2 separate regions of the Danio rerio genome follow, and region 2 is linked to region 1. A link is a contact called in public HiChIP or PLAC-seq data. All regions are on one chromosome and are shown on one strand. The core of a region is the stretch at or near the end of the contact, and the rest is flanking DNA. Distances in the headings are between cores, read along the strand shown. Region 1 holds the start of rrp15 (ribosomal RNA processing 15 homolog). Region 2 holds the start of mrpl51 (mitochondrial ribosomal protein L51).

What was found. HiChIP or PLAC-seq counts read pairs in DNA pulled down with a chosen protein or histone mark.
Region 2: an H3K4me3 HiChIP or PLAC-seq map of embryo shows a contact between it and region 1, with 7 times the contacts expected there. The contact joins the promoter of mrpl51 here to the promoter of rrp15 in region 1. A contact is called at or near these places in 1 of 18 Hi-C or Micro-C datasets (an unstated tissue) and 1 of 4 datasets of contacts at active chromatin or transcription factors (embryo).

Annotation. Positions count from the first base shown.
Region 1 is chr16:4,419,820-4,425,892 of GRCz12tu, forward strand. It overlaps rrp15 (ribosomal RNA processing 15 homolog), which reads right to left and starts at 1,528. Exons shown (of 5, transcript NM_199762.1): 1 at 1,451-1,528; 2 at 369-640. The coding sequence starts at 1,499.
Region 2 is chr16:4,763,098-4,769,249 of GRCz12tu, forward strand. mrpl51 (mitochondrial ribosomal protein L51) reads right to left here and starts at 3,140. Exons shown (of 4, transcript NM_001013476.1): 1 at 2,975-3,140; 2 at 2,749-2,819; 3 at 1,497-1,604. The coding sequence starts at 2,818.

The sequences.
Region 1 (6,073 bases), core at 278-2,777:
CTTTGCTACAGCAATCCACACGTAAACATTTTTAAAATGTTTTTTTTAGTGGCTAAACTCAAACCAAACACCAAAAAACTACTCAAAGTACTTTTAAAGTTTATGTGTGCTTTACAAATAATGTCTAAAATAGGAAAAGGTAATATTCATATTCCTCAAAACATACACAGAAATAGGGGGCGCTTTTGTATGGACAACAATGTAAACTGGATGTCATCTGGTGGTCATGTTTGGTACTGCGGCCCAACAAAATTTCTTGTTTTTTTGCGATATCAACTTCAAATTTGGATTATAATTAGTTTGTTATTAACATTATTGGATTATAATGTTTAGTTTTTATAAAAATATATATAATGCTAAAACTGTACCTGTTTCTTCTTCTCAAGACGCTCTTTCTTCTCCTTCTCCTTGATCTTGTCCAGCTGTTTGTTCTTCAGGAGGATGCTGGGTTTGCTGTCCGGCGTTTTCTTCCCCAGGACTTTGGCCATGGCCTCTGCCCATCCGGCGTTTGGGTTTTCCTCATTCTGTTCTTCATCACTCTTTCCATCCTCATCGCCGCTGTTTTCAGCATCTGCTCCCTCATGATTACTATCTGCTCCGCTCTCTTCATCGTTACTGATGCTTACTTCAGAAACATCGTCTGAACATCACACAAAAAATAAAAAACAATGTCTCTCAAGTCTTTTTAAGGGGCTGCTGCTTAATTCAAAACTACCATGTCTAAATAGAGGTAAAGTTGGTTTTATATTGGCATAGTCAGGCATTCTCCTTAATAATATAATGTCAGAAAAGTATTCTGTGCAAATTGTAAATAGGAAAATCATTTTAGCAGCAAATGACTATCAAAGTACAACACTGTTCACAGTGAGTTAGATAGTGTTCATGTTGTTTAGAAGTCAGACTTGCATGCTAATTCCGATCGAATATTCAAAATAACATGGTAAACAATATAGAGACTGCTCAATGAACAAATGTGCGAATATAAAACCAACTTTACCTCTATTTAGAATATCTATAAACATGTATAGGGGTAAAGTTGGTTTAATATTCGCACGTTTGTTCATTGAGCAGTCTCTATATTGTTTATGATGCTACTTTGAATATTTGATCGGAATTAGCATGCAAGTGTGGCTTGAAAACAACATTAACACTGTTTGACTGTAAACAGTGTTGTACTTTGATAATCATTTGCTGCTAATATGATGTCGCTAATTAGAGTTTGCAAATAATAGTTTTATATAGATGATAATATTAAGGGGAAATCCGAATGTGTGAATATAAAACCAACTTTACAAACAAGATTACACTATATTTTCTGCCCTTTCCCTCTGCGTTGTGTGTCAGCTGAAGCTGCTGGGAATAACTGTTTCCATTAAGGGTCAATGCTAAATATTTCGGTCACGCTGTATATTGTATATCACACGGTCAATAAAAATATACGATTCCTCACCATTTCCATCTTCAACAACGACATGTGGCTTCACCGCGAGCGCCGCCATCTTTCTGATATTTACAAGTACTCCCTAAAAAGTCCGTGTGAAACAACAGGCGCCCAAGAAAGGTTCCGCAGACGAGTACGAATCTTAATTTCAAATCCGGGTATAAATAATAACAAATCATCCAGAAAACATATTTAAAGCTTTGAAATAACGTACAATGTTTTAGAGGGGATAAACGTATTTTCTGAAAAAAAAATGAGTAAATTTATTTTTCCTCACACTGCCAATTTCAGTCATTCATTATTTTTTTTTTCAGCTCAGTCCCTTTATTCATCAGGGGTCGCCACAGCAGAATGGACCGCTAACTATTCCAGCATAGGTTTTACACAGTGGATCTTCCAGCTGCAATCCAGTACTGGGAACATCCATACACACTCAGACACTACTGCCAATTTAGTTTACCCAGGGTTGATTTTTTATTCATTTTACAAAATAATTAATTTTTCTGAATGCATAATTATTTTTTTGAATTGTAAAACTGGCTATGATACACTCGATAATGCTTTGAAGTTGATAACTTTTCTTGGGAAGTTTCACATACACAAGGCAAAAGTAATGTCTATTATTCCCTTTATTTATTTCTGTAAAGATTTGAAAATATTTTATAATTCTTTGACCTCAATTACAAGAAAGAAGAAAGCTGTAAAACCTCTCTAATAATGAAAAAAATGTCTGTACAGTCTAATAATTTAAATATGATGGATCCCCTCATATATATGTTACACTTTTTTGTTTAATGTATGTTCTGCATCACTAAGCTTTCTGTGACTGTTACATATATTATCATATATTCATGTATGCTTGTCAGATATGCTTCAATAACAAAAATAAAAATAAATAAAAAAGCTCAGGTGTCTCCGGTAAACTGTCATGCCGTTACAAAATTGACACGTACAAGATCTGATTTCTTTTTTAAAAAAAATCCTGGATCCTCACTGCCTGACTGAAATAAATTATAAAGTGGGTATTAGACCAGACAAGAAGCACTGGATTTAATACCTTTGTTACGTGACATGTCTTTAAAATATGGACATTTATTTTACCTAACCCTTAGTATTTTCAATGGAGTTTCTCTGGTCGTCTGCTGCTCCTGATGCCATCTTTCATCTCGTTTTACACTTGAACAACTTGAAGAATAGGTTATTAAGTCTATTTAACTGATTATATTTTAATTACATTAACACATAAATGCTACTGAAAAAAACAAAAAACAGCTTAAACCAGCCTAGGCTGGTTGGCTGGTTTTAGCTGGTCGACCAGGCTGGTTTTAGAGGGGTTTTGTGGCCATTTCCAGGCTGGTTTTCAGCCATTTCCAGCCTGGTTTTATCTGGTCAGGCTGGAAGATGACCAGCTTGACCAGCCTAGCCAGGCTGGGTGCCCAGCCAAAACCAGCTATCTCCAGCTTAAACCAGGCTGGTCAAGCTGGTAATTTCCCAGCCTGACCAGCTAAGACCAGGCTGGAAATGGCTGGAAACCAGCCTGGAAATGGCCAAAGCCCCTCTAAAACCAGCCTCGTCGACCAGACTAGGCTGGTTTAAGCTGGATTTTTCAGCAGACAAAATTAAAAATACATAAACCTTTTACCGGAAGTTTATCGGTGAAATTAAATCATATAAAATCATCATATGACAAAGCACTAAATGACCACTAGAGTGTAGTAAACACCATGGGTAGTCCATTTAATCCATTGTGAATTTTCTACAATAGTTTAACAATTAGTATTAATCCAGATGGTTTTCCGGATGGTCATGTCCAAATCATAATCGATGCCAGGACAGCTTTACACTGTACTTCACTGATAAAAAGCAGTTGATGCTGGTGAGGTATGTCTTGATGACGGTTTGCTGTTGCTGGATCAGTTCCAGTTGGTCCCCTGCTTATCCTGACTTGAATAAATACTGGTAGGCCTATATAGTTTTGATGTGAGCAGTTTACAGCTGTGTAAACGATTCTAAACGATGTAAACGGGAGTGATAATGATCACATTTTGAAAACAACTTGAGTTGACTCTGTAAAATTAAGATTTGTAGCAATGACACTGTTCAGCCAGTATGTGGCGACAAGAAACCATTAAACGCGTATTCCTGGTTAATTCTGCACTGTCTAACTCATCCAGACATTATCAATCTATAAGTAAGTTATTGAATAATTAATTTAATATTAAATACTGAAGGTTTAGTAATACAATAGGCAAACATAATATGCAATTAATTGCTGCAAAATCCAGCTTAAACGAGCTTAGGATGGTTGGCTGGTTTTAGCTGGTGAGCCAGCCAGGTTTTATAGGGGTTTTGGCCACTACCAGGCTGGTTTCCAGCCATTTGAAGCCTGCTCTTAGCTGGTCAGGCTGGAAAGTGACCAGGTAAAACCATCTACCAGCTTGACCATCCTGGTTTAAGCTGGCTTGGCTGGTCAAGCTGGTTTTAGCTGGTCATTCCCAGTGTAATTTAGCAAATTGTAATCTGGCTTATTTGTTAATTATATATATATATATATATATATATATATATATATATATATATATATATATATATATATATATATATATATATATATATATGACTTTTTCTTCTGTTGAACATGAAAGAAGACACTTTGAAGAATGTTGAGAATAAGCCATTGACTTCTATTTTCCCTATTGTACTGCACAGTTCCACACAATTCACTCCTGATGTCTCAACACAAATCGATTACGTTAACTTAACAATTTAAGTAGACTGAACATAAAACAATTAAGTTTTCCCCCCCAAAAAATCTCAGGAATTGTGTTGTTTCAGCTCAATTTAAATAAGTTGTTTAAACAATATTTTTTTGTGCTCCCCTACTATGGATGTGAATGGTTACCAGTTCTCAACATTCTTCAGATTATCTTCATTTGTGTTCAACAGAAGAAAGAAACTCATAAAGGTCTGGAATTGCTTGAGGAAGAGTAAATGTTGAGTACACTTTCATTTTTTTGGGTGAACTATCCCTTTAAGTTGTCTTTTCAGAAATGCAGGAGAATCGTGATGTCTATTCTGAACAGAATGCAATGGGGATTCTCAGATTATGAAGAAGCGTGCAGCTCTAACAGTGGGGTCCTTCTCTGGTGGTCCTGCCGGGAAGGTAAACGGGGGTGTCTGGCATGCATGAGCACTTCGCTTTCACTGCTGAGAGTTCAGACTGAAGGATAAACTGTGAGAAGATGCTGTTAAATAAGATCTGCATGTGTACGTGTGAGACGGGCGCACACTGACCGCTGCCCATCTGAGCATGCTCACAACACGCACACAACAGCATCACTGTTCACATAGCAACAATGCCTGTCTGTCTGAATCAGAACCATACGCTTGTTCTGCGGCCTGCTGTATTTTTCCATGTTGTCTATTAATGATGGGTCTGATGCATATTTCTAAATAAATAAAATGCTAAATTGAGGATAATGCAAAAAAAAATTAAATAATAATAAAACTTTTAAATGAAGAAAAATAAAACTTATAATGCAAAAAATAAAGAAATAAAACTTTTAAATGAAGAAAAATAAAACTTATAATGCAAAAAAGAATTTAAAAAAAACTTTTTTTGCATAAAATAAAACTTATCAATAAAAATTAAACGTATAAATGCAAAACAAATAAATATTATAAATTAAAATAAAACTTATAATGCAAAAAATAAACTTAAAAGCAAAACAAATAAAAAATTGTATAAATGCAAAAATAGAAATAAAAATAAAAAATACTTTTAAATAAATAAAAAAATTATAACACAAAAAGAATAAAAAAAAATTTTTGTATAAAATGCAACTTTCACATCATGTCACAACTTTTTTTAAGCTAACATTTGATTCAGTTACAAGGATTTTATTTATTTTTGTTATTTTATAACTATAAACTATCTACCTCACAGCCCACACTGCAAAAAAAAAAAAAGATTAATTAAATGTATAAAATATTGTTGTGAAAAGGAATATAAATGCATATATTTTTTTGTCTCTTTTTCTTTTCATTAGACAATTGTATTCATATTGCTTAAGGTGATATATTAACCAAACCATCTCTTGAATGTGATATGCCTGGCGTATTAATGAAGCATTTATGCACAAGTAGATGAAGCTGATAGAAATGCAAAGGCCTGATTGTTTAAAATGAACTAGATTTCTGCAGCTAAACTTCCAGTGAGCAGAGATGGGTTGAAACTGAACACAGAATATAATTGTGCAGAGAATTTATAGAAAAAGAGGAAGTATGTATGGGTGCGGCCAACGGAGGACTGGAGAATTATGTACAAGTGATGAATTCCACTACACTCCACCTGTTAATTTCAGCTGTGTGTAAAAGCTGGAGTCAGGAAATGTGAGTTGTTGCGCACCTCCTGAATGTAACTTTTGCATTGCATTGGGGATTCCAGAATTCTGTGAATCGAATTATTCATTCGTATCCAGTAAATTAGTAATATTTTTCACATTGAACAAAACCCTCTCCTGAATTTTTTTATTGTGAACAAGCATGGAATTGAATAAATATTCCAACAATATATATATATATATATATATATATATATATATATATATATATATATATATATATATATAT
Region 2 (6,152 bases), core at 1,890-4,389, 340 kb after region 1:
CCAGTTGAATGTAAATAAAACAAAAAAGACATGGTGATAGATTACAGGAAGGTGGAGTATTAAATGCTTGGACATTGAAATTGTGGACACATAAATATCTAGGGGTCGATATTAACAATATGTTGACATTTCAACAGGCTGTCTATAAAAAAGTTAATCAATAACTGTTTTTTTCTGAGGAAATTTAGATGGTTTCAGGTTTGTACCTCTATGATAAAGCTGTTTAATAAACAATTTATTGAATCTGTTTTGTCTTTCTGCAGTGTAGCTTGGTACGGTAATCTGACTGTGTTAAACAAGAACGGGTTGAGCAGCCTGATGAAGGTGGCAGGCAAGATCATCAGTTTTAACCAAACTGGTCCAATGCTAATTTACTATAATCATGTCTTAAAGAGAGCTCAGGGTATCCTATGCACCCTGGATCACCCACTGTACTCTGTAGCTATGTTTCCATCCACCTATTTGCAAATGCGCATAAAAAACAGTTGATGGAAACGTCATGATGCGCATAAATTTTGAAAATGCGCATAAAAAACTTATGCGCCTAACTGGGTAGGATAAACTTTTTATTCGATAAGAAAAGATGCGCATAAACTGGGATGGAAACACTTTTACCACACAAACTCCAGCATGCGCATTAAAAAAGGTCATGTGATTTTGTTGAAAGAGATCATGTGATGCTTAAAATGTGTGTGAATGGACAAAACGTCAGGCTGAGCACATTATAAAACATCTGAAATGTTGTTTTGGTCATTATAAAACGCCTTACCGTTTCAGTATTAATGTTATTATATTATTAATGACCTCCAGAATCAAGAGCGCCTGTGCTCCGCGTCTGACACCTTCAAACGCCGCTGCGCGCTCACTGCTTGTCAGGATTGTCTTCTGAGGCGCGTTCATCTAGAAAAGATTGATGCAGCTTCTCCTACTGCAGCAAATGCAGTTTTTACTGTTGATATTTGGCGCCAGTTAATCAGGAAGTGACGATTTTGTTCGCTTTGACTCGTTGGATGGAAACGATGCTTCATTCGCACAACTTTTATGCGATAATACAGTTTTGCGCATAAAGTTTATTCGCATTTTTGGATGGAAACATAGCTAATGTTTCAGCTGCTGCCATCAGCATCATTAGATTTCCTATTTGCAGAACTAGAAATTCTTCTATAATGGTGGTCATTAAATAAGTCCAGCGGGGAGGGAGATGCACCTTAAAGATGCATGTTGTGTGGTAATATTTTGTTAATGTGTACATGGAACTTTCGCCTGTGTTACCGCACCTTGCTGTAAATGAGATCATAAAGTTGAGTTTGAGTCTGATATTATCTCTACAAAATTAGTAATAATCATTTCAAGTGGTTAAACTTACAAGAAGCTATTATTCATACTTAAAGAAGCCATTAACGTGTCATTGAATGTTAAAAATAACATTTGATAAATCCGCAATGCAAAATAAAAGCATGACCATAATGAATACTGATATGATATGTCCTGCTCACCCAGAATACCGATGTTATCGTAAACCCCAAACATGCTCCTCTTCTCCGTCCAGCGGTCCACTTCTTTGAGTTTGGGAATGGCGTGCATTCGTATTCGAGCACAGGAGCCTGACAGACGATGCAAAATAAATGCATTTAATTAGGGCTGCACGATACTGGAAAACAAATCTGACATTGCAATATGGCTGCACAATAGATGATTTCAGCATCGATGTCGCAATGTGCGCATCTGCAATAGTCACATTATCAGAGGGTATGCGATGGAGAGTCTGGATTATAGGTGATCAGGAGCTGCAGAACACATGTGATTTGTAAGTTTGACCATAATAGAGTGAAACTTTATCATTTGCATGTGTTTTTACGGTCTTTGATTGAGGATTTCAAGAGAGTTTGAAAACTTTGGACACAAAAAAAATGATCATTTTGGAAAGTGTAAGAAAGATTATTGTATTTAATTGTTTATTTGGAACTGAATTCAAACTAAAACAAGACTATTTTCCTTATCCCACTGGCAGATAATTCAGCTTGTTTTAAGGGGGAAAAAATTATAATAATAAAAAATCTTTAAAATATAATTTATTATTAATAAAAAAAAATACTTTAGCTTAATTAGCTGGTTATTATAACCTCAACTTAAACTTTGCAGATCTTGCCATGTGACTATTGCAGATATCGATGCTGAAACGACATATTGTGCAGCCCTACATCAAATTATACTATATCATATAAAAATTCTAACCATTCACTCATACTCAACTGGTTCTAAACTCTAAAGAGTTTCTTTCTTATGAACACAAAACAAGATATACTGAAGAACTCCTGGGAAAAAGGCAGCCATTGACTTCCATAGTAGGATTAAAGTCATTGTCTGTTTTCCATATTAAGGTAAAGTAGGTTTGATCTTCACACATTCGATCATTTAATGGCCCATATATTGTTTACCAAGCTATATTGAATCTGAAATAGCATGCAGGGATGACTTTAAAACAATATTAGCACTATGTAATTGACTGTGAACAATGTTGCACTTTGATAGTCATTGACTGCTACTATAATTACACTAATTAGAATTTCCAAAGAATACTTTTCTGACATTATATTATAAAGCAGAAAGTCTGAATGTTCGAATATAAAACCAGCTTTACCTCATACAAGTGGAGCTGGTTCACACTTCCTTCTCATATAAGTTTAACTTACCTCATATTTTAATGTAACGTTAATTTATATGTTATGAATACGGGTGATGTCTGACCTGTGCTGAAGAGTCTCGACGATTGACACAAGTTTACAGCGCTCCTCCACAATCCTCCAAACACAGACATGCTGCACAAACACACACACACACACACATTCAGAAATATTAATATCTGCAATAATGTGTTAATATAACATAATTCATGTTCAGTGGATGATGACCTTCAGTCGCGAGCGCAACCACAGCAAATCCAGCTTAAACAGTCTTTACAACAAGTCTTTACCTTATTATTGTGAATAATAATTCTGAGGAAAGACTTTAATCGACGGTCGGATGATTAATAATTTAAAACTCCTGAAATCCTGCAGATAAATGCAGCAAATTGGCTGTATTTCCCATGTGTACACACTAGTGTAGGAGCCAGGCCGCCATTACACGCTTTTCACAATAGAAGTCCAAACGTTAACGTTTCAAATTAAAAGTCCGTGTTTTAAAGTTTACGTTTTATCTACACCGGTCTTGATGTCGATCTAGTTTACAGGTAAATACATTTTTTTAAGTTTCTAATTAAAAATATAAATTTAAATAAACCTCTATCACCTACTAATGTTCAAGGTCATTTTTAGTGATAAAATACCCAAATAATTGTAGTCATTCTACAGCATACATCATGTCCTTGAATGAGATATTTACAATATTAGAGGTAAAGTTGGTTTTATATTCGCACATTCGTTCATTTAACAGTCTCTATATTGTTTATCATGTTACTTTGAATATTCGATTGGAATTAGCATGCAAGTATGACTTCTAAACAACATCAACACTATCTAATTCACTGTGAACAATGTTGTACTTTGATTGTCATTTGCTGCTAATATGATTTCCCTACTTACATAGAGCCAACTTTACAACTATTTTTTCAATATATATTTATTAATATATATTTTCTTTATTTAAAAAAAAAACTATTTTAAGGGAGTGGATATTTTGTGTTTTTTACTTATGAAACCATTATAATTTCGAGAACTTTTGTTTGTATTTTATTGCTGTTTCCTAATTATGGAACGATTGCTGAAACGTGTCATATTTTATGTACATAATATGAGCACTATTTGTCTTTGGGCGCACTCACACTAGGCTATCCGAACCGTGCCCAGGCCCGTTTCCCGGATCGTTTGAGAAGTGTGAGTGCGCTGAATTGGGCTCAGGCACGGTTCACTTGGCCGGCCCTGGCCCTGTTGGAAGAGGTGGGCCTGAGCGCGGTTCACTTGGGCTTCACTTTTTGGGCCAAAACTGAAAGCGAGACATGACTTTTAAGGGACTGTTTCATATGGATTTATTAATCAATCTTACTGTACAATGAACGCAAACTGCCGTAGTTTATTAAATACGCAAACCCCTTACTGCGCGACAGCTTCACCTTCAGCAGACCTCCTCATTCCTGCAGCACGAGAGCTTTATGACTGTTTATGAGCACCAAAAGTGGCGGATCTGTTCGGCGAAATATCTGACTGCATGTCAGTACTGAAGCCAAAACTGGAGAGTTATCTAAGAAAATAACTTACGATAATGCTCCGAAAACTAGCACAGCCAAATGGATATGTTAGAGAAAAATATTAAATACAAACTTAAAAAGAGGAAAAAATCAAGAGAAGCAAAAAAATAAATAAATAAAAATTTATATTTAGTTGAAATTTTGTAGGTTGTAATTTATTTTTGCAATATTTTGCTTGAATTCAATTGTATCATCTTTAAATTTCATGATATGTTTGGTGATTTATATATATATATATATATATATATATATATATATATATATATATATATGTTTAATAAATCTGTTTTGTTTAAATTCACCAAAATACACTGCATATACTCACTTAAAAATGAAGGAAAGTATTTATTTTCAAAGCAGGTTGTACTGAATTATGCTGAGCACTGTGTGTAATATTTAGCCTTCCTTCAGCAAGCATAAATGAAAGCCTGCACTATATGCATATTAATTAATAATAGATACAGTTTGAACTCTACACACAGCTCGTCTTATGCTACTGTATGTACTGTGTTAGTGCAGAAAGCTCATGTGATCAGCTGGAAAAGTGTAATAAGATCCATCTGCGTGGTTTTGAGTTTCACGGCACTACAGTTAATACAGTTAAAACTCACTGAACCAAAAATAGACGACAGAATATTGAGTGCAGCACTCCATTTACCCTGGTACTCACCTAATAAACAATGGGTGTCAGTTATACACAGTGCTGCTCAGTAGTGCGTGTGCTTCGATCTTCCAGAAACTGCCACTCTGATCCCTTCTCCAGTCCGAGAGATTGGAGATTTATTCTGTGTTCTTGTTTTCTGCTTTAGCAGTCCTCCTTGAACCCACATGAAAAACACCATAGGAGATTTATTATAGTATATAATGATATTATAGTTGAAGTCAGATTTATTCGCCCCTCCTTGATTTTTTGTCTTTTTTAAATATTTCCCAAATGGTGTTTAACAGATTCAGGAAATTTTCACAGTATTTCCTATAATATTTTTTCTTCTGGAGAAAGTCTTATTTATTTTATTTCGGCTAGAATAAAAGCAGTTTTTAATTTTTTAAACACCATTTTAAAGGTGCAGTAGGTGATTGTCTTCAGAAACATTATTTGTTGTTGTGGTTGAAAGTCTCTTCACAGTCCAATAGTACTGATTAAAGTAAATGATCTACATGTGTTTTCATTATCGTTTACCTGTATTTTTGTATTCTGGATAAGGCATAAAACTAAAAAAACTTGGTCCAATGAAATATTGTTGGGCCGATAATTTCGATAAGTAGCTCAAACTGTCTGTCAGCAAATGCAGATTTGGACTTCTGCGCATCTACTTTCACGCAGATCCGCCATTCGCGTGTGCACGCCTGCACAAGCGCCACCGCGCATTCACAAGACAATCACAGACGCGGTGAAATCAAATGCTGAATTGAAACTTTTGAAAATCAATATTGGAGTTACTTTAGCACGCTGGAGGAGGGACGACACCAGGGGCGGACTGGGACAAAAATTCAGCCTTGGCACTGTAGCCACATCAGCCCACATAACCACACCGACATAGCCCCACCCACGGACACGCACATTCACGATTTATTTTGGTGTACAGATGGTGAAATAATATGACATTCTTGCCAGATTTTGATTACGTTAAAAATTGCTAACGTAACGTAATTGGTTTGATTACGGTAACCTCGGATTGGGTCGGCCCATCTTGAAATCAGGCGGCCGTCGCATATTGGTCCAAATGCTTAACATTTATTATTATTACTATTATTATTATTATCATCATCATCATAATATCACATCTAGCAAGAGATAAAAGCTGCCTCCACGTAAAAACAATACATTAAAAAAAAAAAAACTGACCGGCCCACATTTAAAAATTGGTCCGGCCCTTCTGGCATTTGCCAGAATTGCCAGATGGCC